2 separate regions of the Mus musculus genome follow, and region 1 is linked to region 2. The links are chromatin contacts, called in public HiChIP or PLAC-seq maps. All regions are on one chromosome and are shown on one strand. The core of a region is the stretch at or near the end of the contact, and the rest is flanking DNA. Distances in the headings are between cores, read along the strand shown. Region 1 overlaps Gm33843 (a long non-coding RNA gene). Region 2 has its middle 130 kb from the start of Gm33843.

What was found. HiChIP or PLAC-seq counts read pairs in DNA pulled down with a chosen protein or histone mark.
Region 1: an H3K27ac HiChIP or PLAC-seq map of thymic regulatory T cells shows a contact between it and region 2, with 2.5 times the contacts expected there. The contact joins two enhancer-like sites. A contact is called at or near these places in 5 of 484 Hi-C or Micro-C datasets (CD4 T cells, CD8 T cells, Th1 cells and 2 more) and 3 of 115 datasets of contacts at active chromatin or transcription factors (CD8 T cells, embryonic stem cells and thymic regulatory T cells).

Annotation. Positions count from the first base shown.
Region 1 is chr10:96,582,883-96,589,932 of GRCm38.p6, reverse strand. Gm33843 (a long non-coding RNA gene) reads left to right here. Exons shown (of 4, transcript XR_380712.2): 3 at 4,793-4,863. Among named protein-coding and RNA genes, the nearest start is that of Gm33843, 12 kb to the left of the region's middle. Within about 2 kb of position 3,727, at least 36 of the 459 cell types and tissues checked have an H3K27ac peak or open chromatin away from gene starts, as enhancers often do. A contact at or near this core is called in CD8 T cells, bone marrow-derived dendritic cells and thymic regulatory T cells, where this site is marked.
Region 2 is chr10:96,465,479-96,472,355 of GRCm38.p6, reverse strand. No RefSeq gene overlaps it. Among named protein-coding and RNA genes, the nearest start is that of Gm33843, 130 kb to the left of the region's middle. Within about 2 kb of position 5,310, at least 53 of the 459 cell types and tissues checked have an H3K27ac peak or open chromatin away from gene starts, as enhancers often do. A contact at or near this core is called in CD8 T cells, bone marrow-derived dendritic cells and thymic regulatory T cells, where this site is marked.

The DNA of each region.
Region 1 (7,050 bases), core at 2,478-4,977, 120 kb before region 2:
ATTCCCAAAGACTGAACGAAAGTACGATGTCATACTCCAAGCTAATGATGTCATACACCAAGCTATGCACCAATCACGGCTCTTATTTGATAATTGAGGATGGTGTTAGAGAATTTACTGTGATCAGAAATTGAACATAGGGCTTCATCCATGTTAGGCAAGTACTCTACCACTGAGATGTATCCCTATCATGTATGTGCTTGTGTGTGTGTGTGTGTGTGTGTGTGTGTGTGTGTGTGTGTATCTATGTGGAGCCCAGAGGTCAATGTCCAAAGGTAGAATGTGAACTCAAGTAACAGATAGTAAATAAAGCCCAGTCAATGAAGCTTAGCATGGTATGTGTAGGTACAGTGTGGCCATTTCTGCCTCTGAGTTCTGTGGCAACCCATGCACTTACCAACTACCTGTTAGCATCCCAAACATATGATTTAGCTTCACAGCAGAAAGCCTCCTTTGGCTTTCTTGGTAGCCCTTCTGCTCCATCTAACAGCAACAGATGATGCTGATTTTCTTCTATTTCATAGCTAATTTTGGCAACTTGCTTTAAATGCAGGCAGCAAGCCTGATGGTCAAAGTGTAGCAGAATCTTTTACTCTGCTTTGTTGGGATCCCAGTGAGAGTACAACAAAGTTGCTGCTTTGTCATCTTTGTTGGATGAGACTCCAGGTAAAGTGTTCTCCTGGCTGTATGCCCTTATGCAGGGACATTTTGATTTTCTATGCAGTAATAACTTGATAGCTGCTCATCGTCTCTATGTAGTGATCGATGCCAGATCTTTTCTCATCCATGCCAGAACTGTATCAGTTTTTCTATGTGTAGGACTGACTATAGGGCTGAGGTCTAAAAGACCTCATACGCTGATTCATGTATATGGCTTCTGCTGGCCTGAAATGTCAGACCATATCCTTCCTGCATAATCAAAGCTGCCACTTTATGCTTGTTCTTCTGTGTCCTGTGTAAATCCTCAAACCTCTCATGATGTGTTTAATAAGTGCTAAGGATTCCTAAAGACCGTCACTGATCTATATGCACATCATAGACATTTACTGCTCTAGCGTCATCATCTTAGTGATTCAAATCATGTAAGCGACATGCTTGAAGATCCATTGCATCGACATATCTCTGTTCTTCATAATCACGGTCCCCCTCACCATTAGGGGATATGTCCCAGACCTTCCCAGTGGCTGTTTGAAACCTCAAGTCATATGGAACTCTTACCGAGTCTCCGTTTGAGTTAAAGGAAGTAGTGTATGGCTTCTCTTTGGCACATCCTAGTAGCCAGCAACACTCCTCTTGTGCTTGAGGGACTTAAGCAAAGCAAGGGTTACTTGAACATAACTACCGTGATATTTTCACAGCCCATCTCAACTGGTGGCCAAGAAACAATCTCACGTGGGTTCCGAGAGAGCCAGCCATGCAGAAAACAGCACAGAATGTAAACTGAAACTGCGGACAAGGGGTTACTGTGTCAGGAAATAACCCAGATAACTGTGCGATAGGTCCTAGTTTCTGTTTGTGTGTGTGCTCACACACATGTGATAGACAGAGCGACTATGTGGTTTATGTCTGATGTATGTACCTGTGTGTGCTGGGTGCATGTGGAGGCCAGAGGATGCCAGCTGTTCTGTTCTATCCCCTCTGCCTTATTTTCTTGAGCCAGGGTTTCTTTCTGCAACTGGAGTTGTTTGGTATCCAGCAAACCCTAGTGATCCTCATGTCTCTTCCGCCTCACGGAATATAGGTGTAACCACACCATAGTCAACAGCTCCTCACATGGGTTCTGGAGTTTTGAATTCAGGTCCTCATGTTTGTACAGTAAATTCTCATACACACTGAGCCATCTTCCCAGCTCCTGAGGTTAATTTAGGTCTAAAATAGTCAAGACTCTTAAGATTTATTATTATTATTTTTTAAAGATTTATTTATTTTATTATATGTGAGTACACTGTAGCTGTCTTCAGATGCACCAGAAGAGGGTGTCAGATCTCATTACGGGTGGTTGTGAGCCACCATGTGGTTGCTGGGATTTGAACTCAGGACCTTCGGAAGAGCAGTCGGTTCTCTTAACCACTGAGCCATCTCTCCAGCCCAAGATTCATTTTTACATGAGTGTGTGCATGCATCTCTCTCTCTCTCTCTCTGTGTGTGTGTGTGTGTGCGCTCTCTCTCTCTCTCTCTCTCTCTCTCTCTCTGTGTGTGCGCTCTCTCTCTCTCTCTCTGTGTGTGTGTGTGTGTCTGTGTGTGTATGTGTGTATGAATGCAGGTGTCACAGATACCAGAGGCATCAGATACCCTGGGGATTCACAGGCACTTGTGAGCCACCCTATACAGTGCTGGAAACTGAACTTGTACCCTCTATAAGAGGAGCATGCTTTTAACCATGGTACCAACTCTCCAGCCCATCCTCTTTTTTTTTTTTTCTCCTCCTCTCGCTATTGTTTATAACCAAAGCTTACCTACAGTCTGTAGCTTCATATCAACTCAAGAAGTAGTTCTGTTATGAGAAAACTTCTTGCCATTTTCCCCGAGTTCCTGTTTTTACATGCACACATTCCCAACAGATGACTGATAGAATAGTAAAGCTGAGATTTGAGAAAACAGCATCGTAGGGACTCTGCAATGCACTTATTGTTAGTCCCATGGAAGCAACCGTCTCTAAAATTTCCTGGTAGTCAGTTAGCGTACCGCCATGAGCGGATTTGCCAGTTTTCAATCTCTAAATGCTACCACGGAGGGCTCTTTTTTCCTATGGTTTCGATTTTTCCAAATACCTTGGTTTGCGTGGTCATACTGCACAGCACAAGATATGACCAGCACCAGTGAAATAGGGCAGCCAATCAAACAGCTTGAGGTCTCTCTGCTTTTGATTAGAAGCAACATTTTCACAGTCACATAAAATCCGAGAAAACTTAGTTAGCAAAAGTCCCTTACCTGGGGTTACTAAACCAATCTGCAGGAAGCTAAATAGCTTTTCAAAAAGTTTTAGCAAAAAGTCCCCTCCCTGGCCTTTCTTCAAACATTAACCTCAAACATTTACTTCCTTTCATATTATTTATACATTTAACCTCAAGATTTCATCTAGGAAGTCTCCAGCAAATATAAGACAGGACCTAAATGTCAGCCATCTGCAGACCAGACTTAACAAGTTTCCTGGGGGGGGGGGGATGAAAACCTCTCATTTCATACAGCTGAAAAGGGCTGTTGTGTCTCCCCAGGACTCCGGGCAATGCTTTTCCAGGACCCACCACCCAGTCTAGGCTCCTATAAATACATTCTCCAACCATGTAAACAGTTTCTTATTTGGTTTCTGGGCTAGAGTTTGTCTTTGCTGTGGAGGGCGGGGGGGGGGGGAGAGAAATGAAAAAAGCAGGTTTAAAAGGCAAACAAAAGGACATAATAATCACATTTTTCTCAAACACACAGCAGGATGCAGCAGCCATGTGTTAGATTCTACTTAAGAAAGCAGGCTCCCCCTAAGCACTGAATTGGCCCGAGTCTGGTATATATATATGTATATGTGTGTGTATATATGTATATATATATGTGTGTGTGTGTATTTACACATATATGTCTGAGCATACACAAGCCAGAATACACAAGTGGGGCTCAGGGAACAGCTTTGTGGGATCAGTTCTTTTTTTCCACTTTTACATGACTTGTAGGGCTCAGCGGAGGATGCCAGACTTTCATAGCAGCCCTTTACCACCACCCCACCCTCCACATCTTCCTGCCCCTACACTTTTTTTTTTTTTTTTTGAGACAAGGACTCTAGTACAGTAAGCTAGTGTACTACAGAGTCACACCTCAAATATATACAGTGGTTTCTGTAGATATCTATAGTCTTCAGTTGCCTAAAGGATATTTCTCCTGTGTTTGATGAAACAACCCCAACAAAAACAATTTTAATGTAGGCGTGTAGTGTGCATGCATGGGTGTGTATGTGTTTGTGTGTGGTGAATGTGTGTGTACAGGTGCACACCCATGAATGCATGTGTTTGAGTATGTGTAGGTCTGAGGTTGTGGTCAAGTATCTTCCTAGGTCACACCTCATCCTTATATGTTGAGGTAGGGTCACCTGCTGAACTCAGTTTACCATTTCAGATAGTCTGGCTAATGATTGAATGCTGGGGATTTTTCACTCTGTCCCCCATTCCTTTTTCTCTCTCATGTTTACAGAGGGCCTGCCATTCCCACCAGGCTTTTTATATGGATTATGGTGATCTGAACTTTATCTCTCAAGGATGTGTGGCAAGGGCTTTAGCAACTGAACCATCTCCCCATCAGGGAGCATTTCCCTGTTATTTCCTTGAGTGTTTCTGTTCTCAGTCCATATTGTTTGCATTGGATCAGTCCTTGTCACCCTGTTCAGTTGTACAGTCCTTGGCTCAGAAGGAGCACATGTAGGATGCAGGTGTTCTGTCAAGGCCCACAGAATTATCTCTGCCAGCATCACTATGCTGAAATTGGTAACTTATTGGAAGAGATAGAAAAGTTAGAGTGTAGCTGCTGTTGGCTCCATGCGACAGAGTACCCCAGAATACAACCAGCCCCAGAGAAGGCAATCTCAACCGAGAGGTGAAGACAGGGCAAGCCAGACCTTGTGGTCATCTCTGGGCCCGTGGCTTCAGTTATGTTATATAGCATCTATATTTGAATGTTAGTTCTTTTTGCCACTAGATTCTTTTGGGCTTAAGTCAGTGTGGTTTGGGTTTTCTGGCTTTTAGAATCATGTGGGTTTGGCTAGTGTTGACGTTTTATTTTTTTTTACCATCTTAATTTTGTTTGATGGCAGGCAACATACATATTGACATAGAAGCACACCATGAGCAGTAGATTGCATCCCTAACACCATGATTAATCAAGGTAAGCTTTGTTTTATCTGGTCATCAACACTTTCATAAAGAGAAATATGTGTGTGTGTGTGTGTGTGTGTGTGTGTGTGTGTGTGAGAGAGAGAGAGAGAGAGAGAGAGAGAGAGAGAGAGGGAGGGAGGGAGAGAGAGAGAGAGAGAGAGAGAGAGAGAGAGAGAGAGAGAGAGAGAGAGAGAGAGATTTATTACCAAAGCAATAAATTCCTTTTTGAGGCAGGTTTTATATAGCCCATGCTAGCTTTTAACTCTTTATATAGTCAGAATAGTATTACAGTGCATCCTTTGTTTTGTTTTTGCTGATTTAGGCGAAAACTAAACCAAACCAAACAGAAAACAACAAAACAAACAAACAAAATCAATCAAACAAATGGCATGCTAGGCAGGCACCAAGCTTTGTGTCCCATCTCTAACACTACATAAATTGGCTATGGTGATGCATGCCTGCTCCTGGGAGGTAGAATCAGAGGAACACAAGTTTAAGGGCAGCCTGGGATGCATAAGGCCTTAGCTTAAAAATAATGTGTATTTTGATAATAAATCTGCTTTTGTTCTTTCTAACCTAACTGAACATGCTAAGCAAACACTCTACCAGTCAGTGGTCTCAGCAGCTCCAGAAATACATCTAATATCATTGTTCAGAGGATATTCCTAGATGCTAGTGACACTGAGTCCTGGTAAACAAAGCAGTATGAATGGTAACATGAGCAAGTGCAGCTAAGGTCTGGTCAATGGTCAGCTTCCACCGCTCACCTGCCTGACATACATACGTTCCTGGATTCTAACCCCAGCACCAGGGGGAAAAAAAAGGCTTTCTAGTTGGGTGTGGCAGCAATGTGCTTAATTGCAGTACTTAGGAGGCAGAGGCAGGTGGATGGATTTCTGTGAGTTGGAGGTCACCGTGCTCTAAATAGTGAGTTTCAGGACAACTAAGGCTATATAGCAAGACCCTGTCTCAAAAAACGAAACAAAACAAAACAAAACAAAACAAAACAAAACAAAACATCTTTTAAAAGTCAGTTCTGCCAGTGTTTGACCTTCCTGCGATTTGAGGTTAATAAGTTCTACACTAACGGCTTAGAGAACATCGAAGAAGAGGGGGCGTAAACGTTGTAAGAACCCGAGGCCCAGGGCATCTGCTGTAAGATCGTGTCTTCTATATACAACAGGGAAACTGTGCCCATGAAACCTTAACAATGCAGTCACCTAATAAGACATGCAGGTGACATGCTGACACAGATGTGGGAGAAATCTCATAAGGCCCCACCCTAGGTGAAAATCTAAAAGCAATGAATGACAGTTGAGAGAGGGAACAGCCAGCTTCAGAAATGAGCCCCTGATCAGTGATCCACTCTTTACATGTCAGCCTTAAACACATATACATATGAGCAATGCTAAATGACAAATTTCTATCATCTATCTATCTATGTATCTATGTATCTATCATCTATTTCTTCCAATCTATCTATCTATCTATCTATCTATCTATCTATCTATCTATCTATCTATCTATCTATCTATCATCTATCTCTATGTATGTATGTATGTATGTATGTATGTATGTATGTATGTATGTATCCATCCATCCACCTGTCTGTATGTATGTCTGTCTGTCTATCTATCTATCTATCTATCTATCTATCTATCTATCTATCTATCTATCTATCTATCTATCTATCTATCTATCTATGTAACAGTACTAATTAAAGAATAAGAGGTCATGAATTTGGGAAGGGGTTTGGGGAACACAACAGGCCTGAAATGATTTAAATACAGCATTCATATATGAAATTCTCAAAACTTGAAACCTACTCTGATGCCTCTCCCGGTAAGGTTGGATGCATTAGCTGTCACTGTGGCTTTATTAGTACACGTCATCACTCGAGTTTTCTACTAGACTAGATGAAAAAACTAAATCATTCTCCAATTGCAGTTAACAGTTCGCAACTAGTTCACACTTTTATTCTGCATGGCTCATTAACAAAAGTAGCAAAAAGAGTTAGGGGAAAGAGTGATTCAGGAAGACACTATGCCACCCCAAGCATAACTGACACATGCATACATGCATATCCACAGGAACATGCTCATATATGACAAACATTCACACATACACACACACACACACACACACACACACACACACACACACAGAGACACACACAAACACATACACACAAACACAT
Region 2 (6,877 bases), core at 4,061-6,560:
CCATTCCTGTTTGGAAAAAGATAGTTACAACAGCAAGGAGAAAATGACCACTGACGAAACAGAAGAGAGATCAAGTGGATAATGACCCCTTTGAAGAAGACAGAGCAGGACCTTAGAGATAATTTGGGTTTTAAAATTTTACCACAAGATGGGTATTTAATGTTACCGTGTGTCCCTTCTACTATGTTAGCTAACTTACAGGCATTCTGTCTTAGGTAAAGGGGTTCAAGAGTAGATAGGATTATATGGAGTATCAAATGATATCAAGTGTATTGTTTTGTACTATACCTGATTTTCACCCATTCCTTTAGTTTACACGTGCTGGTGTTGATGTCAAATCATAACCCCATGTCTTTAGTGACTGTGTACCCAGAGGACTAGTGACTGTCAGAACCTACAGTTCTTTGTCAGACTCCCTTTTCTGTTCCCAAGTTTGATTGCCCTTGGAGGACAACTGAAAGTGCTAAGAATTGACTTGACACTTTCCACCCAAAGGATGGAATCCCTCATTTGGTTACTGGTGGAATCTGTGTGCTGTCTGCTGGGTGGGATTGCATTGGAGTGTGTGCTTATGCTAGCTCTCCAACAAGACTCAACTCTAATTGCCTGCCCTTTCTTAGCCACTTCCTCTTTTCTGCTCCTTTTCTTATCTACTGTGGTATTACCTCTTGAATTATTTGAGTCAATGCCTTGAACCTAGTGAGCTCCTTCTGTGAGCTTGTTTATGCATTGGGGAAAAGAATCTATGTAGATAGTTTCTTCACAAAATGATTGGAGCAATGTTAGATCTCCACAAAAGCTTCACAGGAGCATGCACTCACATGATTTAGTGACGAGTACAGTGATGGAGGTGCCAGTCATCAGCCAGGAGTAGGCCATATAAGTGTGCCAAATCAGAGTTGTCATTGGATTTGGCCATATGACCCAAAGATGTTCCAAAGTTTCATCTGGGGACATCCCATGGTTCAGTTAAATTTTGTGTCCCAACAAATGCTTCTTAGATGCCACTTCCTGGTAAAGAATATCTCTGTTCATCTATTTTCCTAAGTTGGAAACATTCCATCTCCATAGAAACCCATGGAAAGCCACTATGCAGATTGGCCAGTGACCTACAATAGAGTATTGCATGAAGAGATGAATAAGGCCAATTAGATTTTTTTCTTCTTTGCAATTTCACACAGAAAATAACAGAAAATGAGGCAATTGTGTGGGCATTCAAATAATAGGATGGTACTTGGATTCTTAAGAACACATGAACAATGACAGAAAGGAAGGCACAAAAAGAGTGAAGAACATGTATTGCATTTATTTATTTTGAGTACACACACACACACACACACACACACACACACCATGGAACATGCCACCTATGTGAAAACAGAGGACAACTTAGAGAGTATTGCTTCTCTCTTTCTGCCATGTGGGACCTGGGGCCTGGACTTTAATTCTGCAACTTTGTCACAAGGGCCTTTACCAAATGGAATCATTTTACCGACTCGGGAATAAAAAATTTTAAGTTGGAAAAAGATGGGAAGAAGTTGCAAAATACAAAGGAAGCCAGCAAATGGTTATAAGATGAGAAGCAGGTTCAGGGCCCTGTGTAGAAGGCTGCAACATCTGCATGGAGTTTCTGGAGGCCTCGCTCCTCTGTGATCTTTCCTCTTTGGGTGTCTGGGGATTCAGCTTTCTTTACACAAACATCTTTCAACCAAGGAGCACTTTGCATCTGTATCCATACAGCAAGCCTGTCATTTTCACACAACAATAGTAATGGAGCCACATGGCTGCTGCCCTCTGGCCCCCATCCAGTGCCATGCTGATACCTAACCTACCTAAAAGGCAAATTTGGTCACGTTATTTCCCCAGCTAACATATATCTCTTGCCACTTGGCTACAGCTCCACAGTACTTTTCAAGATCTAACTCGTCCCCAGCCTGGGCTTTATGCTGTTGAATTTGCTGCCCTCCCTGTCTGATGGAACCTGAACGTCTTCTGTGTATGTGTGCTCCCCCCATCTTGCACCTGCTCCTTCTTTTCTCTTTGGCTGAGATTTGAACTCCCTTCACAGACGTAGTACTACTATTGTAGTGTTGCCCTGAATAAACCCCAACATCATTTTAGAAGATCCAGAACTTCATTTGGAGGGTTTTTTTGTTTTTTGTTTTTTTCCTGTTCCTTTTCACACAGGGCTGTGATGGTCTAGCTTGGACCATCCTCAGTGGCAGGGACAGTGACTATACTCATTAAACGACTTCTTGATTCAATTTCTTGACTTTTGTCAGTATTTCTCCAAATATGCTCTAAAGAAAAATTGTATCACAGTCTGAGAAGATCAGTGGATAAGAGAGCCTCCTGTCCTTCTAGATCATAATTTACTTCCTATCACCTTTGCAGTCACCTGGAACTCCAAGTCCAGGGGGTCTGATGCCTCCCTCTGGACTTCATGGGCACCTACACGAACACACACACACACACACACACACATGCAAGCACGCATGCAATCGTGCATTCATGCTTGAAAATAAATCTTAGAAAAAAAATGTAACCAGAAACACTTGGTGGTGAACTGTGCAGATCTCCTGTTCTTATTTGAAACGGATGAGAATCACCTAAAAGCACTTTCAACTTTTCAGTGCCAGGCATTGTCTTTTAGTCTGTTTTGTTCAATTGCTAACTCTACAAAGCAAAAGTAAGTTTCAAACAAAAACAAACAAGAAGCCCCAGCTGCTTCCAATCCACAGGTCCAGTGCTACCTCTATGGAGGTTTGGGATCCAGGCTCATGTCATCTTTGCATATCCAGTCTTGTTCACCATCATTTCCATTCCAAGATTTTCTGTTTTATTTTGTGATTACCTTGAGTACCCATTTAGGCTGCAGAGAGTTAATTAAGAAATTGTGGCAGGCCCTAAAGACAAGACAGGGAACATTTCACATTCAAACCACAGCATAGCCCCAGGCCTGGGTGCAAGAGAAGTATTAAGTACAGCAAGCAAGCAAACAAACCGTTGTGTTTTGTGGATCAAAAGCACATGGCCCAGAGAAGCTCTGAGTGCTGTACCACAGGGCAGAAATGTAACCAACGCAAGGCCTGCTGTTTCCTTAAGAGGAGGCTAAGGCAGAACCGGCGGTGCTCGGCTATTTCTTTGCACAAATCCTTGGCGTGGGCTGTGAAATGTCAAATGTAGATTTGATTAAGCCCAACTCTAAAGCCCTAAGGCAAGTGTGTATCCACGGTTCTAATGTAATTATCGGAGCCACCTCTGTCTGCTACTAGGGCTGAGCTAGCACCCCATCATGGATACCAACGTCTACAAAATGAAGCCTGCAATTGATTGATTCATCACATCCCAAGTAGAAAGAGCCTAAAAAGCTCGACCAGGCTGGCTCCTCCTGAAAACTGAAGCATTAAATTAAGTAGCGGAACCAGCAGACCTGCCTTCTGATAGTCTGAAAAGGCGGAGCAAAGCATGGGCCCTAAAGAAAATGGTAGAGATCAAAGTTCTGTTGCCCTTTCGAGCAGCAAGGCTCTGGACATTTCCAATCCTTCCTTGAGATGATAACCCATACTTTGAATTCTTGGAGGCTGTGATCAATAATGAGTCTTCAGACTGAAGGATTCAGGAGATGAAAGGGGAAAAGTGGTGTTTCCTGGATCCATACACTGGGAGAGCAGGCATACAGGGAGCATGAGCGTAGATCAAATTAAACTAAATGCAGCAGCCTCACTGGGGCAGATGAGATTTCACCACTGCATTCTCAGAGGGAAGAAGAGGATGCACTGCCTACACCCAAGTTAGCCACTAGCCAAAGCTCTACTTTGTTTTGTGAAATTCACATCATATTATTTCTTCCTCCTCCTCCTCTTTTCTTCATCTTCTTCATCCTCCTCTCTTCCTCTTCCTCCTTCCTTCTTTCTTCCTGCTTTAAAATGTGTTCCTGTCCTCTTTTAAGGACTGATTGGAACCAAGATGACAAGAACCAAACCTCCAGAGAAAGATCGCTGTACTGTGAAATTCAAGCAGAGAGAAATGGCACAGCCATGTTCGACCTCACCCAGTAGTGGAATCTAAACACGCTCCACATGGTTCAGAGAGAGAACCAGAGAGAGGTCTGTCTGGTGAGATAAGTCACCAAAAATTTAAAATTTGCTTATCACCCTTCACAGAAATGAGCCATATTTTCAAGCTCCATGAGCTTCCTCCAATTTGACCAACAAAGTTAGAGTGTTGAGAACAGTTTCCGCGTGACTCTAGAACCAAAGTCTTATTTTGGGGGCTTTTGGAATTGTCTCTGTCCAGATATCCAGAGGTCAGAGTGGTCTTTGTTGGAGACTCTGTAGGAGGCTCACCATAGGAGAAAGATCATTTCCCAGCTGAGAGCCATCCAGGAGATAGGGGAGGGAAACAGATGGTTTTATGAGGGTTTGACTTCTACTTTAAGCCTCGATTCTGGAAATGGCAGTGGTATTGTGGTTCAGCCCTGGTAGCATCTGTCACAGGGATGCCAGGCTTAAATATCACAGTGCTCTTTCAAGCACAAATTATATTAAAAGTAGTTTCTGCCTTCCAGGGACTCCCTTGCCTTAAAAGCATCCATCGTCTGTCTCCTTCTGCCTGTGTATTAAACCTAAGCTCATAGATATTCCCTCCGGCTTGCCTTCATCTGGTCTTCCATCTTTTTACCATCGTGTCCTGTAGACCAAGGACTGTCAGACTTCTTTTCTATAAAAAGGCAAATTGTAAATATTTGAGTCTCGGGGCCATGTGTTCTCTGTCACCACTGTTCAGCCCTGCTGTGACAGAACAAAAGCACTCATGGACAATATGTAAGTTAAAGAACATGGTTGGGCTTCAATAAAATTTTATTTACAAGAACAAGGTAGCGGGCTGCATTTGATTTGGCCCGAGGTTGTAGTTTGCCAACTTAACTTCTATTTTAGATGGAGCAAATGTGTTCCTTTTCATACTCATTTCCCTTGCCTTGTAGGCTCTTGGGTTTTTTTTTTTTCTCCAAGCTCAAGTTGCTTAATTAATTAAAACTCATTAGTCACTGAAAGAATATTGTGTGCCAGATGCTGTCCTTGGGTCTAAAGATGCAACAGCGAAAAATAAGCTTTCTATTATTATGGAATTTAGGTTCTACAGAATGAAGAGAACAATGGAAACACATTCTGGGTGAAGAAGGATGAACACAGGATGCATGTGGAGGCGGAGGGCTGTTTTGTAGACGAGAAAAGTCACATTGATGAAATGGTTCAGTGACAGTGATAAAAATCAAGGACAAGTTCAATCTGCAATAGATGTGGGTATAACGGGAAGTTGTCAAGGTGGACAGAACAGGAAGTGCAAAGCACCTGAGGTAGAACCTCCTTGGCCTGTGGGATGCAGTGCAAAGATGCTGGCATTGTTGGAGGGCTCCAAATGGGTGTGGGATGAGATGAAAATTGTAGTGTTGAGCAAGATTTGCTAAAGCCATGGAAAGGACCTAAGATCAGAAGCATTGAAAAGTAGAGATGAAAGAATGGAACATATTCATTGTGCGTGAATGGGAACATTGACAGCTATGTGTAGTGCAGTAGGAAGGATAGGGTCAAAGTGGAAGGACCTGGCTAAAGGTGACAACTGCTATCTAGGGTTCTAAAGCAGAGGGATTAAGACACCACTTTCTGAATGACGTTTGAAGGCATGGTGGAACAATGGAGTATAAAAGAAATACATAGTAAAGGGCAGAGCCAAGGGATTAGAAGGAGGGGCTTCGGACTAATTAAGGTAGTGAGGACTAAGGGAGAAATAGAGTGGGTAGCAATAGTCTAACTTTATTTTATTTATTTCTATCATGTTAAGCTTGAGATGATATTTGGACTTTTCTCTGTGAAATGCTGAACAGTTGGGTAAGCATGCCTTGAAGTTCACTGGCGATGTCAAAGGCAGAGACAGACATTTGAGAACTACCTGTAATCAGCACTTATGGTTGTGAGGTGACATAGGGCGTCCGAGAAAGAATTGAGAAGAAGAGTGATCAGGAAGGCAGCATTCAGATGATTTGACCTTAAGTAGATTAAAAAGTAAAACAAAAAACCAATGAAGAAAGCCCAGTGAGGCAGGAAGTAAAGTAAGAAAAAGTGACCTCCCAGGCACTAAGGGGAGTTTCTTTAGAAGGAGGAACTGAATAAGTGTGGGATTTTGCAAACATATTGAGCAAGTTGAAGGCTGAGACATAGCACAGATCCAGCAACACTGGAACCACACTGACTTTTCCCACGGTGGTCTGAGGAGCAGTGACGAGGGAAAACTACAGAGGCTGTATAAAACAGGTCATGAAAACCCCCGAACATTTCCTTCCTTGAGATACTTGATAACATTTCCCGAACATTTCCTTCCTAGAGATACTTGATAATACTTATGGTGGTTAATCTTAATTTTCAACTTAATTTAGAATTACCCAGGAGACACCTCAAGGCCAGCCTCTGAAAGGGTTTCAAGAATGGCTTCTCCAAGGAGACAAGAACCATTCTGGGTGTTGGTGGCATCATCCCATCAGCTGGATTTCTAGAATAAAGAAGAGAGGGAAGGGAGAAGGTACCAGCTTCCATTCCTCCCTGCTTGCTGACTACAGACTCTCACTCCACACTGTCAGTCCCTCCTGACACATAACGTACCCTCAAACTGTGATCCAAATGTACCCTACTTCCTTGAGTGATTTGGGACAGATATTTTATCACAGTGACAAGAAAAGTCCAGCCTTCTACCATTTTAACTATTGGTTTATATTTTCATAGCCTCAGCTATTTTGTGCCCAATCCCAAAGCTGAGCCACGATCATCTGCTAATCAACTTTTATGTAGCATAATACTAGGCACTTAGTAAATGCTGCCTG